Linked DNA regions of Zea mays: region 2 is linked to region 1. Evidence: chromatin contacts called from public Hi-C data. All regions are on one chromosome and are shown on one strand. The core of a region is the stretch at or near the end of the contact, and the rest is flanking DNA. Distances in the headings are between cores, read along the strand shown.

Region 1 (7,567 bases), core at 2,226-4,725:
GCAAGCCCAACACTCGCAAACAGAAGTATTACAGTTGTTGGTTACACAGATTGTAATCAATTCAAACATCTTATGCACAAAAAGTGTAAAAGAAGTATATGTTAGTGCCATAATATCCACTCCATGAAATGAGCAGCTGAACAAAGAGGTGCTGGACCGCTGACAGATTAGCTAAAAGAGGGCTTGATCACCCTCCGAAATGTCCTCTGTGTGATCAAGAGGAGGAAACCTTAGACCATCTTCTGGTCTCCTATGTTTTCTCAAGGATTTTCTGGTTTCAGCTGCTGAGGACTTTCGACCTTCAAAGGCTCGCCCCTCAACTTGGTTTGTCCTCCTTCATGAGCTGGTGGGAAGAAGCCTCTTCTTCGGTTAGAGGTCTGGTTAGAAAGGGGCTTAATTCTCTGATTGCTTTGGAGGCCTACATTATTTGGAACCACCGCAACAGATGTGTCTTTGATAACTGGATTCCTAATGTGTCTTTAGCCATTAGGATGGCTCTAGAGGAAAGATGGATGTGGGAAATGGCTAGGGCTAAAGGTCTTTCCTATCAGTCTGCCCCCCTTCTTGAGGTTTAGCCTAGGAGGGCGTTTACACCAGTAGTAGTTTGCTGTCTCAGATGGATTATTTTGGTTTTCTGATTTTTCGGCCTCCGTAAGGAAGTCTGTCTTATTGTACCTGGTCTTCTTAGACCTTTTTTTCCTTCTTAATATAATGAGGCGCAGTTCTCCTGCGTTTTTCGGGAAAAAAAGAGCAGCTGAACAAAAAATCATATTAAAAAATAGCAAACAATCTACTCCATGTCTCCAGTGGAATAAAGAACTGGATAAGAAATCATAAAATATGAATGGAACCGATGAAACCTTCACAAGAGCATGCACAATGGTTTTAAATATCAGGATATTAGTCTCAATGTCAGCAAAGAAGGGATCAGAAAAATGAAACTTAAAAAGATGGTAAGATTATAATCATCTGCTCTTTAATTTGTAGCAGGAGACTCCATCCTTACCCAGGATTTTTAGGTGTTTCTCGGATGAGTGCGTTTGCTGGGCAATAGCAGGAGCTAAGGAGATTGGGAGCATGGGCTTAGTTGCTGCTCTGGGCGAGGTCGGGTCAAGTTTCAGTACCAATCTGTAATTACCTTCGGGTTTATGTGGGTCTTTGGGAGATTTGCTCAGCAACATCTCCTCTTTTGTAAGGTTTCTTTTCCTCTCTAATGTATAAGATGCGCAGTTCTCCTGCGCGTTCTATATAAAAAAATTGTAGCAGGAACGAAATATCGTCTGGTACACTGGAAAAATTGTAAGAACAAAGTTCTGAATTAACAAAAACATAATTAAGTATAAGGATAGTAGCAAGCATGACACTTAAGATACTAAACTTATAATCATGTGCCTTTAAATTTGTAGCATGAACAAAATCCACAGACAAACTACGTCAGCAGGAACGGGGTTAATGAATTGATAAACAGACATAATTCAGTATACCTGAGTGAGGCTTGTCGCATCAGCTATAACGAAGGGCACGTTCACAAATCTTGCCAGTGTTTTTGCCAGCAATGTTTTCCCTGACTTCGGGAAAGATTTTAGACTAATAAGACATTCATAACATAAGGACCACAAGATTATGATTGCATAGAACAAGTTAAATGAAAGGTGGATACTCAACTGCAATACTATTGCATATTTCGTTCCATCCAGTAGAATGTACCAATTATTATAAGACAGAAAAGAAGATGAAAACTCAATTTCAAATTCAAATAAATCAGACATCATATACTATGTTCAGAAAATCTCAAATGTGTACTACTTGGATCGTTTGGAAATTCTACCAAAAATAGCATATCACTATACGATAGGTGCATGATTGTATGGCTAATAGGCAGTGTGATAATAACCACCGCAAGAGTTGCTCGTTTTAGACATACATGTCTCTGCAAAGCTAAAACAGCTTTCCAATAAAACAGAGTTAGCATAGCCACACGAACTGAACAGAGAAAAAGAGAGGAAATGATTGTGCAAAACAAAGTTTTACGTACATGATTAATTTCAAAACATTTTTTATTTATGGACAGTGTTAGATGATTGCAAAATACAACACTAACGTAGTCAAGAGATAAGAGCATGTACCCGAGCCCGTTGGTCCCATGACAAGAATATTGCTTTTCTCAAGCTCTACCATGTCGGTGTCACTCGTGCAAGAATCACTCTGACTGCAATCCGCAGCAGACCTGCAGACCGCATGTTCTGTTCGATTTACAAACTGATGCTACATAGCTCTCAGGAAACTGATGTTTACTCAAAACCTACCTGTTGATGAGTGATTCACAATAGATCCTTTTATAGTGATTATAAACTGCTACTGACAACACCTGCATTAAGAGAGAGAAAACAGGGTTATTAAATAATCTGAAAAATATAGCCTAGGGGCACTAAGGCCCTGTTTGGAACCCCTAGAGCTAATAGTTAGCCAGCTAATAAATTATTAGCTGGGTTGAGCCAGCTAATGAACTAAATGTTAGTTGTGAGGTAGCTAACAATTAGCTGCGGTATTAGCTGAGGCTGTTTGGAACCCAACAACTAATTTTTAGTAGCTAACTATTAGTTTTAGAGGTTCCAAACAGGGCCTAAAATGGTAGGAGAACAAATATGAAGTAATACAACTTGATGCATGTGTGCTGATCCGCATCAGCATAAAACCCTTACAGATTTGGTGAAACTTTAGAGACTTTGACAATCAATATGCACAGAAGTATTAACAATTGATACATGCAGATGGGTGCTAGTGGATTAACCATCAAAGATACTTACAAATGGCTATATTTTAAACAAATTTCAGAGAAATTAATGGGACAAACACATAAACTGGACCTGAGTAGATAAGACGGTAACTCCAAAGTCTAATCAGATAAAATCAGACACAAAATTTCCGAGGGGTTTAGTATTTACCTTCTTGGCTCGCTGCTGGCCGATGACAAACTTGTCCAGCCCACGGCAAATCTCCTTGGGCGTGGGAAACCGTCGTCCCAGGTTAGAGCCACCCCAACCCCCGCTTTCCCCGCCCCCGTCCTTTCCATCAAAGTCTTCCCCACCGGGGGCTGCAACCCTAACCACGTCGATCCTCCCGACGGCGCCCACACCCTCGGGAGCGACAGGGGCTTCTCCGGGCTGTCGCCAGATCTCTGGGGGCTCCGCACCGTCCGAACCGCCGGCCCTGTGATCGGCGACAGCATCCAGGACAGGAGCGGCGGCGCGGGGAACGTGGCTCCGCTCCTCCTGCTGCTGGCGCCTGAAGAGGGTCCAAGGTCGGCGAAAGGCGCCAGTGCTGTTGCTGCCCTGCTGCTTCTGCCCCGCGGCGTGGCCAGCGTGGATGCGGCGCGCGGCCGAGAGGGCGGCCGCTGCGGCGCGGGAGCGGACGGCGGCTGACATGGATGAATACTGGTGGGGGTTTCGTGCGGGGAAGGGAGGGTGGACTGGAATGAATCGAATGAAAGCAGAGGTAGGGAAATATTTGTGGACCGGTAAATGCCCGTGACACCTAGAGATGTCAATGGGACCCAATACTCGCTAACCCGTGTAGAATTCCTCTGTTAAGATATAGGTATGAGACAAAAATTGTTCATATAGATATAAATATAGGATAAAATCTTTATCCATTGGGTAAACGGTACGGATTTGGGAAGCAATAATTCGAACCAGATTACCCATGGGTATTTTATACGTGTACATTTGTCTTGTTTGTATGAATAAGTTGAGGCCGAGCCGGCCACCAAACCCAGCACGACAACGCACCAGGTCCTATGTCCTAGCCCAACAAAGCAACACGGTAAAGCAACTAGTAGACTAGTAAAAAACAAAACTCTAAAATAACCAGCCATACGCTACACCCTGTCTAGCCGGCCAACCGCCGCAGGCCTGGACAGTTGTGCTAGCACTGCACACTGGCGACTTCACTGGCGACGACGAGCATCGCCGACTGCTTGAAGCCTAGAACGACGGTGACGACCATATATTCTCAGGTGCCAACGAACTTAGATGGTGACCAAGGAATGTGAGTAGACTCCATTTCTCATTTTCTTCTATCGGTCCCGACGTACTGATTTCTTTTCTGATGGATGGATGAATGGATTATGGTTCATGGATGAGTGCTCGCCGATGTGGTAATGTCTAAAATCTGGATAGTTTGTGCTAGCTGTTAGTACCTAGTTATCCCTTAATTGGGAATGGGGACCCGAAACCCGAATGAGGACGGGTATGGGATGAGTTTTGCACCCATGATGGGTATGGGGATGGGTATGGGGATGGATCAAGCATGATGGGATGGGTATGGGATGCTATATCCCGGTGGAGAATTCCCCATTGACATCTCTAGCGACACCACACAAATTATTCGATAAAAAAGTTAGTGTATAAGGAACAACACATTATTGATCTTAATATCTCAAATTTTTTAAAGCTAATGATTATTTTAATAGTATATTTACTATTGTATGAAAGTGACACTCCACAAATCTAATTGTCGGGTACCGTAATTAGGGGTACCACCAACGCTCCTAAACACGGCTGGTAACCACCATCAGTACAAGTTGCAGAGACTGATGGGCGCAATTCAGGCCAAGGCTTCGTCTACTCAAGGGACGCGATCTCGCCTCGCCCAAGCCCAGCCTCGGGCGGGAACAGTAGTCCAGGCGAATTCACGCCTCGCTCGAGGGCCTCCTCAAGCAACGGGTGCACCCTCGACTCGCCCAAAGCCCAGCTCGGGCAGGCTTCGCTGTGAAGCAACCTTGGCCAAATCGCCTTACCAACCGACCGTATCGCAGACGCATTCAATGCGAGGATCGCCTGACGCCTTATCCTGACACACGTGCCTCAGTCGGCAAGGTCGAAGTGACCGCAGTCATTTCGCCCTTCCACTGACCGACCTGACAGGAAAACAGCGCCGCTCGCCCCTCTCCGATTGTTGTACCACCCGCCGGGGTGGGGCTAACAACAGCTAAGTCCAGCCTCAAGCGCAACAGGAAACTTCACCACGCCCGACCTTGGGCCTCGGCCTCAGGAGGAAGTCTCCGCCTCGCCCGACCCCAGGGCTCGGCCCCCGCCTCGACCTCGGAAGGTGGTCTCCGCCTCGCCCGACCCCAGGGCTCGGCCTCAACCTCGACCTCGGGAGGAATCGCGTCCTCGCCCGACCCCGGCCTCGGCCTCAGTAGGAGTCTCCGCCTCGCCCGACCTTGGGCTCGGACCGACCACGCCACGAGGGGTACATCATTACCCTACCCCTAGCCGGCTCAGGCTACGGGGAACAAGATCGGCATCCCGTCCAGGCTCGCCCCGGTAACAAGTAATGATGGCTCCCCGCGTGCGTCCATGACGACAGTGGTTCTCAGCCCCTACGGAAGCAAGGAGACGTCAGCAAGGTCCCAGCAGCCCCGACAGCTGTGCTTCTACAGGGCTCAAGCGCTCCTCCGACGGCCACGATACCGTGTGCACAGGGCTCTAGCACCTCTCCGACAGCCACGTTGGCATGTACACAGGGCTCAGGCACCTCTCTGCCGGACACGTTAGCGTATAGCTACACCCCCATTGTACACCTGGACCCTCTCCTTGTATCTATAAAAGGAAGGTCCAGGGCCCTCATGCGGGAGGGCCGTCGCGCGGGAGGACGGGCTGACGAACAGGCCCACTCTCTCTCTCTCCCTCGCGAGCGCTTGTAACCGCTACTGCAAGCGCATCCCCCTGGCACAGGATAACACAAGCCGCGTTTTGCCCCCTTGTGTTCCATCTCGTGCCAACCCATCTGGACTGGGACACGCAGCAACAATTTTTACTCGTCGGTCCAGGGACTCCCCGGGGTCGAAACGCCGACAGTTGGCGCGCCAGGTAGGGGCCTGCTGCGTGTTGACGAACAACTTCCCGTTGAGCTCCATATGGGTAGTCTCCAGCAACCTCTTCAGCCCAGGACGCTGCTCCGTTTTGGGAGTCTCGAGTTCATGTCCCTCGACGGCAGCTACGACATGGTACTCCTTCCCCCGCAGCGCGGCAGCGACAACGACGGCCATCAGCCCGCCCGGCGGCAGCGGACTCGACGACGTCTTCCCCCCGTGGCGGAAGAGCAGCATCCGGGTTTGTCCCGCCACCCTCCTCGCCGCAGGAGGAGGAGACGGGGCAATCGTGGCCAGGTAGGAGGCGGCATCTCGTCGGCTGTCGAGCGAGTCGACGACGCCGGCACCCCAGCGGGGGACATGTCGGGCGTTGACCTCGCGCCTGAGACGACGGCGAGTGTCGTTTCCCCGCAACGTGCCAACCCCAAGCGGACAGATGACGTCAGCACACTCGCGAAGGACTTGCTGGGCGTTAGCCTCGTACCTGAGATAATGGTGCAGTCCGTCCCCGACGCGACTTCGTCACCGTCCGTCAATCGAGAGGTACCATCCGTTTTCCACCGTGTACCTTTTAGATTCAGCTTCGATCCACCAAGCGACCCCGCTTCGGTGAGCGCTTTCATAAAGGCATATCCTAACCTTCCGGGGTACCATATGTGGTCAACCTGGGACCGACTGACGGCCGTCTCGACCTACGGGCCCCCGGGTTCCGAGGAAGAAGACGAGCCCGACTCTGGTTGGGATTTCTCCGGGCTCCGCGCTCCTAGTGCCATGCGAGACTTCATGACCGCATGTGACTACTGCCTCTCCGATTGCTCCGATGATGGCCACAGCCTTGACGACGAGGGTTGTGGCCCAAGTCGCGAATGTTTCCACGTCGATCTAGGGGGTCACGACGAAGGCAACCACCTTGGTATGCCGGAGGATGACGATCCCCCTGGGCCTGCGCCTCGCGTTGACATCCTGCGAGAGCTAGTTGTGGTCCCAGTCCCTGCGGGGGGTCAGGACACACAGCTCGAGCAAATCCGCGAGATGCAGGCCAAGCTCGACGAGGAAGCAGGACAACTTGTGCAGCTCCGGCAGAACATCGAGCAGGAGTGGGCAGGTCGAGCACTAGCCGGAGAAGCGCATCATCAGGCTCGGGACGACCAGCGCCGTATCGCTGACGATGCCAGGGCAAGGCTGCCCCTGGCTTCCAGTGGGGTCGGCCAGAATTTGGCTACAGCGGCAATACTGCTCTGAGCGATGCCGGAGCCATCCACCACCGAGGGGCGGCGTATCCAAGGAGAACTCAAGAATCTCCTAGAGGACGCTGCGGTCCGACGGGCCGAGAGCTCTGCCTCCCGAAGGCAAGGGTGCCCCTCGGAGCATCGCGTAGCAACTTCCCGATTCATGCGGGAAGCCTCGGTCCACACCGGGTGCACGCGGGACGCGACGCCTGCAGCCCCGGGTCGCCTCGGCAACGAACACCGCCGCCGCGACCATCGAGCCCGCCTCGACGAGAAGGTGCACCGAGGCTACCACCCCAGGCGTGGGGACGCTACGACAGTGAGGAGGATCGGAGCCCCTCGCCCGAACCACCAGGTCTGCAAGCCTTCAGCCGGGCCATACGACGGGCGCCGTTCTCGACCCAGTTCCGAGCCCCGACTACCATCACCAAGTACTCGAGGGAAACAAGGCCGGAGTTGTGGC
Region 2 (7,148 bases), core at 230-2,729, 230 kb after region 1:
CTAGTTCTTAGTAATGTGTTGAGCATTTAATCACCAAAACAACTGGAAATGTCCCAAGGGCACATTTCCCTTTCAGGAACTTACTGTCAGATCGTACCTCCTAAGTCAACAACAGATGACGATCACCGCGAAAGGAAGACAACGGCTCGCGATCGATCTTACTGACTGTCGGTGGGTGCACTCGACGTGAATCGAAGTCGGGCAGCGGCGACAGCACCAATAATATTTTTTATTTTTAGGGTTACATCGGGATCGAAGCCCGTCCGCTTTTATATTGGTCGGGGTGGGGTGAGAGGGCGCGTCCGCGCGTTGTTTTTTGCCGCCTTTTTTTGGATCTGAGCCTATCGTGTTGGCCGCCAGCACGTGGCCCTCGCGCGGGTCAAGCTGATCCCAGCGTCGGGGGCGCGGCTGGGTTCGGGTCAGTGGCGGAGGACGGAAAAGATCTAAGGTATGACGAAACATAGCAATGATTTTTCACTCAGTGGCATAGATAGGAGATCCACTGCGCAACCACCACCATCACAGTCTCGTCGAAGATGCCATGACTGTTGCTCAACCCTTGCGATGAACGGGCGACCTTGGTGCTGTGGGAGACAGAAAGATAACTGAGCGATGGACATCTGAGCCATGGAGACACAAAACAGTGATTTGGTGAAGTAATCCTAGCATACGTCTGACAAACTGTACTCATGTGGTTGGCTCCAAGTCCAGCTAGCTAGCAAGAAGGTCGTAGTCAACTGTCAACGTGCCAAGCAAAGGCCAAAAGGCCCATAGAGAGTAGCAGCCTGGAGGCCTGGTAACGGTTCGTAAAGTACATGCGTTTTTGTTCTTACTCCGACCGCCGATGGTAAGTTTCTCGTAGCGAAACTTAATTTCCTTATATGTGCTTATGGTACACAGTGATTTTGGGGTAAATTCACTAGAAAATTAAGGTATGGCGGATGTCATATCTTGCCACACTGAGAGCTCTGCCTTGGTCCAGGTGAAGCTTTACCCTAGGTGACAAATAGCGTTGGTATATATATAATGTGGAGGCTTAGAGCTGTATAGCTTTGCTATCTTTTATATTTGAAAAATCTATACAAGTGTAGCGTTATTTGGATTTTTAAAATGGGCCAATAACCAAACGCTCTCACATCAAATTCCTGAAAGACATGTGCTCTGACAGTCTGACTGCGGCCAGCCCACGCCCGCGGTCCTGCGTCCGCCGGTCGACAGGTTCAAATTTGAACGTGCGCCGCACCACACCACACACACAACAGCAGTCTGCCTGCAGACCGTCATAAAAAACCCACCCGAAAAAGGCACCACGACAGTACGCCACGCCGCGTGCTGGGTACCCCCACCGCATCATGCCCCCACCACCACCCGCCGCAACCGCCGACCCCACACACATTCCTCCCTCAGTCCCTCTTCCCCCCGTTTCATCCCTTCACACCCACAGCCCACCTGGTCTGTCATCCCCTTTGCTACGCTCCCCTTGCCCTGTCCCCTCGCCGCCCGCGCCCGTGGAGTTCTTCGATCGAGTCCTCGGAGCCCGGAGCACCTGGTGCAACAATCCGGACCCGCGCGAGGAAGGGCGGAGAGAGAGCCGAATCTGAGCCTCGGCACAAGTTGGGCACCCGTCAAGATTCTCGGCCCGATCTGCTGCGGAACATGGAGCTGGACAGCATCGAGTGCATGTCCTACTCCGACAGCATGGGGGACGACGACACCGACGCCGTCACCTCGTCCCAGCTCCCTCGCCCCTTCCTCAAATCCTCCTCCACCGCCGGTACTGCCGCCGTCAACGTGGTCGTCGTCTCCGACCGCGTCGGTGCCGCCGGGCCGGTAGCGGGAGCGGGTTCGCTGGTGATTTCGCCAGCCACGGGCGTGCACGAGCTGCTCGAGTGCCCCGTCTGCACCAATTCCATGTACCCGCCTATCCACCAGGTGCGCCCCGCTCCGATTCCTTTAGTGCCTTCGTTTCGGGATCTTGGCATGTTAGCCCTACCAAGGCTGAGGTTGCGTGATCTGTTGCTACTTCCAATATAGGGTTAGGATCTTTGTTGCTTGTGCTCGCGGTTCTTGGTCATGGGGAGACCTGGCCGCTTAATTCCCCGCGATCTTTCTGTCCCAGGCATGCGTAATCGGTACATTTGATAGGGGAATAACTTTCCTTTCTTCATCTATCGCAAATGCGTCTTGCCCATCCTCTGCATCCTGCAAACCACCGATATAGCGGGACATTCGATTTTTGCCACTTACTGTAGCACTCATTTAATTTGTGTCATGACATCATAGTCACTGATTTGGTAAAAAATTTGCCACCCACCTTTAAATAGTGGAAAATAGTTAAATTTTCCATATAGCTAACTGTGTGATAATTGCAGTTTAGATACAGAGAATCTAAGATATTGTAATTGTCTCGAATTATCGATGTTGTCAATCTAGTTTCCTTCCATATTTGTTTGTAGTAATGGATTGTGTTTCTGTTCCTCAGTGGTCTCTAGTCTTCGAATGAAATCAGTGTGCCGCAAGGAGTAGCACCTCGTTTGAGTTTATGCTTGTCAGCTTGTGCCTGGAATCAGAATGTGGGGCAGAGCATTAATAGATGAGGATTGAATTAGCCTCGTCATTCATGTCATTCGTCCATTCAATGCTTGAAGTGAATTTAACACTGGGAAGCAAGAATGAGGGTTAGGGCAGATGTTTATGAAGTGACGTGTTCCTTTGGAAGCAACATCTATGCCCTTCTATATCTAATAAAAAAATCCCAACAGTTTCCTTTTCTAGTTTATTTGTGTTTTTATGGATGCTGTGTGTGCGTGCTTTCATGCCCGTACCCAAGAGGAAGATACAATGTTTGCAAACTAGAGAAGTAGAGATGTCCTTTTGGTTTAATCAGGTCAATTGTTCTTTAAGTTACTGCCATGTATTTTAGATTCCTCTGAGCCTGCCAAATTCTTTGTGGATTACTGCTATTGCAGTATTGCGTAGTTCCCACAGCCAATTTTGTCTCTCCAAAATTGAACATTTTAATAATTGACAATTGATTTACTTGACGCTCTCCTTATATATTCCTCACCAGAGTGCGTTTCAATAACCTTATGTATTGATAAGATTTTATTAATGTCTTATGATACTTTCCTGAATAGCATACAACGATTCCAACTGTGTCTTTTTGCAGACACAAATAGCACAGGATTCATTCTACCATGGGATGCTCTAATGCTTTCATGTTTGATTCTGAACTGACCAGTAAAAATCTTGACCAATAAGTTTCCTGTTGCTTGATAACTTATGCAGTTCCCTTTAGTAGTTTGGGTGCTGATTATGCATCTTCAAAATTTGTTTTTGAGGTCCTTTTCTTGTTAGTCTATATATAAAATTCCCATTTGGAAGTGAAGAGGAAAAAATTTCTATCTACTTTGTGAAAATGATCTGCTTGACTGACCAATAGCATTTACTAGAAGGGGCAATCTTTCATATCCGTTGTAGTAGTATAATCCTATTTTGCTCTACTACATTGAACAATATATATTTGTTGATATATCTATTTTCTGTTCCCTGTTATTCTTCTCTTCTGGAAACCATGTAATGAGAAAATACATCCTAGTTTTAGCATTTATTATATGAAACTTTGAATTTTCTAGGTTTAGCATTTGAATCCCATGGTTCAACAATCGACATAAAAATTAGCCTGTTACAAACTGAAATGTTTCCCTATGTTACAGTGCCAAAATGGTCATACTCTATGTTCCACCTGCAAAACTCGGGTGCACAACCGCTGCCCAACTTGTCGACAAGAGCTAGGTGACATCAGGTGTCTGGCATTAGAGAAGGTGGCTGAATCACTTGAGCTCCCCTGCAAATACTACTCTCTTGGATGTTCAGAAGTCTTCCCATACTACAGCAAACTCAAGCATGAATCACAGTGTAATTTTAGGCCATACAACTGCCCTTATGCTGGTTCTGAATGCTCAGTTGTTGGGGATATTTCTTTTCTTGTGGCACATCTGCGAGATGATCATAAAGTGGACATGCACTCTGGATGTACATTTAATCACCGCTATGTCAAGTCCAATCCAAGAGAGGTTGAAAATGCAACTTGGATGCTAACTGTAAGTATCCACATATATTTGTAGTTCTCTTGATTGCTTTTTTTATTAATAATGCAGATGTTTTTATATCTTACCTTTTGTTGTCTTGAACATTCCTCATTGGAAATAAGTTAAATCACCACAGCTAAGGAAACAATTTTTTTCTCATATTCTAGTTCTACTACATAATCAAGGAAGTTATGCTTTATCTATGTTTGAACTAAGTTATAGTTATCTCTTGGATTGCCTTCAGTCATGCCTTGTTTTATCAGTTATGTTAGTATAGATAATATATGTTTAATTCACCCATCATCAGTTATTTTGAACACCCCTCATTGGAAATATGTGAATCAAACACATGTTATGTATTCAGCTAGTGAAACAAGATTTTCTGACCACAACTTACTAGTAGTCTAGTATGATATATAACAAAGTTATGCTTTATCTATTTATGAATCAAGTGAATTTGGTCTGATACTATCTTATGTCCTTCTAGGTTTTTCATTGTTTTGGGCAGTACTTTTGCTTGCACTTTGAGGCATTTCAGCTTGGAATGGCACCAGTATACATGGCTTTCCTCCGGTTTATGGGCGATGAAAATGATGCTAGGAACTACAGCTATAGCCTTGAGGTTGGTGCAAATGGCAGGAAGATGATATGGGAGGGAACTCCCCGCAGCATCCGGGACAGCCACCGGAAGGTTAGGGACAGCCATGATGGTCTAATAATTCAGCGCAACATGGCTCTCTTCTTCTCAGGTGGAGAAAGGAAAGAGCTGAAACTGCGAGTCACAGGCCGTATCTGGAAGGAGCAGCAGAATCCTGACTCAGGAGCCTGCATTCCCAATTTGTTCAGCTGAGCTCAGTAACAAGAGGATGGATCCAGGTGTATATTGATACGGCCGATGTGTTTGTGTGAGCGTGTGCCTGTGCTTTGCGTTTTGTCCTGCCAAGCTGCCATTGCAGCCCGCCCTAAATTAGTCAGGGCGTATTTACTGTTGGCAGGATAATGAAAATACTGGCTTACTCCTTTTGTGGGCTGTGACTAAGCTCCCATGAATCTCACGATAAGCATTTTTCTCGATCCAATGGTGTATACTGTATCGTTTTGGGCTGAAGGCTGCAGCTTTTTTGCTGTTATGTTTGTCTCGGTGTATTTGTGTGTCTGCAAATAAAGTATTGAACAGTAACTGGGTACCTTGCATAAGGTTTGGTTGGCTGTTCACTTGCCTACGTTTCCCCGGTGTAACTTACGTGCATGCTAACTAATCTGATCTCTCTGAGATGTCCCTAGATTCCAGATTAAAAAAAAGCTTACGCCCCGTTTGGATCATTGGAATTGAATTCCATTCTAATAATAGTAATTTAGGCATATATCAATTAAGCTAATTTGGTTTTATGCAAAATATAATTATATACTATTATTAGCAAGATGTCGGAGATATTTATGTGCTACATTTTTAATATAGAGGAGTGAGACGAAGAGTGTCATGTAAGTTATAGATTAGAAACCAATTCTACTAATACATAAAATCATTTCCCACCCTCCACCCCATGAATTTAAGATAGGCTTATATCTGAACTTTGGAAAGTGGTGGAATGTCAAATTCCAAACCAAATAAGTTACTTTATTGAGTGAATTCCAATTCCTCTAAAATGAAGGGATCCAAACGCCCCGTAAGTGTAAAGGTTACTTAGAATTGAGCCAATATAAATACTCATAGGATATGCATGGATTGTTCCTTTGTTTTTAATATTTTGGACCACGCTTGCACCACATGTTTTGTTTTTGCAAATTCTTTTGTAAATCCTTTTCAAAGTTCTTTTGCAAATAGTCAAAGGTAAATGAATAAGGTTTTGAGAAGCATTTTCAAGATTTGAAATTTTCTCCCCCTGTTTCAAATGTTTTTCCTTTTGACTACACAAAACTCCCCCTTAATGAAATCCTCCTCTTAGAGTTCAAGAGGGTTTTGATGTTAATTTTGAAGAGGGTATACCAATTTGAAATTATATCACACATAAGATACTGATTTGAAAATACTTCTTTAAAACCAAATTGAAAGACTAGAATTTTTGAAATTGGTGGTGGTGCGGTCCTTTTGCTTTGGGCTCATGCTCTCTCCCCCTTTGGCATAAATCGCCAAAAACGGAATCATTAGAGCCCTTTCGAACTACTTTCTCCCTTTTGGCAAATAAAACATATGAGTGAAGATTATACCAAAAGACGGAGAGATGCTCGGAGCGATGGCGAAGGATGAGTTACAGAGTGGAAGCCTTTTGTCTTCGCCGAAGACTCCAATTCCCTTTCAATACACCTATGACTTGGTTTGAAATTTACTTGAAAACACATTAGTCATAGCACATGAAAGAGACATGATCAAAGGTATATTTATGAGCTATGTATGCAAGATATCAAAAGAAATTCCTAGAATCAAGAATATTTAGCTCATGCCTAAGTTTGTTAAAGGTTTGTTCATCAAGTGGCTTGGTAAAGATATCGGCTAATTGATCTTTAGTGTTAATGTATGCAATCTCGATATCTCCCTTTTGTTGGTGATCCCTTAGAAAATGATACCAAATGGCTATGTGTTTAGTGCGGCTATGCTCAACGGGATTATCTGCCATGCGGATTGCACTCTCATTATCACATAGAAGAGGAACTTTGGTTAATTTGTAACCATAGTCCCTAAGGGTTTGCCTCATCCAAAGTAGTTGCGCGCAACAATGTCCTGCGGCAATATACTTGGCTTCGGCGGTAGAAAGAGCTACGGAATTTTGCTTCTTTGAAGCCCAAGTCACCAAGGATCTTCCCAAGAACTGGCAAGTCCCCGATGTGCTCTTTCTATTTATTTTACACCCCGCCTAATCGGCATCCTAATAACCAATTAAATCAAATGTGGATCCCCTAGGATACCAAAGCCCAAACTTAGGTGTATAAACTAAATATCTCAAGATTTGTTTTACGGCCGTAAGGTGAGCTTCCTTAGGGCCGGCCTGGAATCTTGCACACATGCATATGGAAAGCATAATATCCGGTCGAGATGCACATAAATATAGTAAAGAGCCA

The links. A called contact is a pair of places that touch in the nucleus more often than the background predicts.
Region 2: a contact with region 1 is called in a Hi-C map of endosperm, with 2.9 times the contacts expected there. The contact joins the promoter of LOC103626898 here to the promoter of LOC100281116 in region 1. A contact is called at or near these places in 5 of 25 Hi-C or Micro-C datasets (ear, endosperm, leaf and 2 more) and 1 of 3 datasets of contacts at active chromatin or transcription factors (leaf).

Annotation. Positions count from the first base shown.
Region 1 is chr5:133,043,540-133,051,106 of Zm-B73-REFERENCE-NAM-5.0, forward strand. LOC100281116 (ATP-dependent Clp protease ATP-binding subunit clpX) reads right to left here and starts at 3,476. Exons shown (of 15, transcript NM_001154035.1): 1 at 2,946-3,476; 2 at 2,307-2,368; 3 at 2,127-2,227; 4 at 1,485-1,564. The coding sequence starts at 3,425.
Region 2 is chr5:133,277,937-133,285,084 of Zm-B73-REFERENCE-NAM-5.0, forward strand. LOC103626898 (E3 ubiquitin-protein ligase SINAT5-like) reads left to right here and starts at 1,480. Exons shown (of 3, transcript NM_001319708.1): 1 at 1,480-1,932; 2 at 3,717-4,103; 3 at 4,579-5,164. The coding sequence starts at 1,657. The coding sequence ends at 4,941.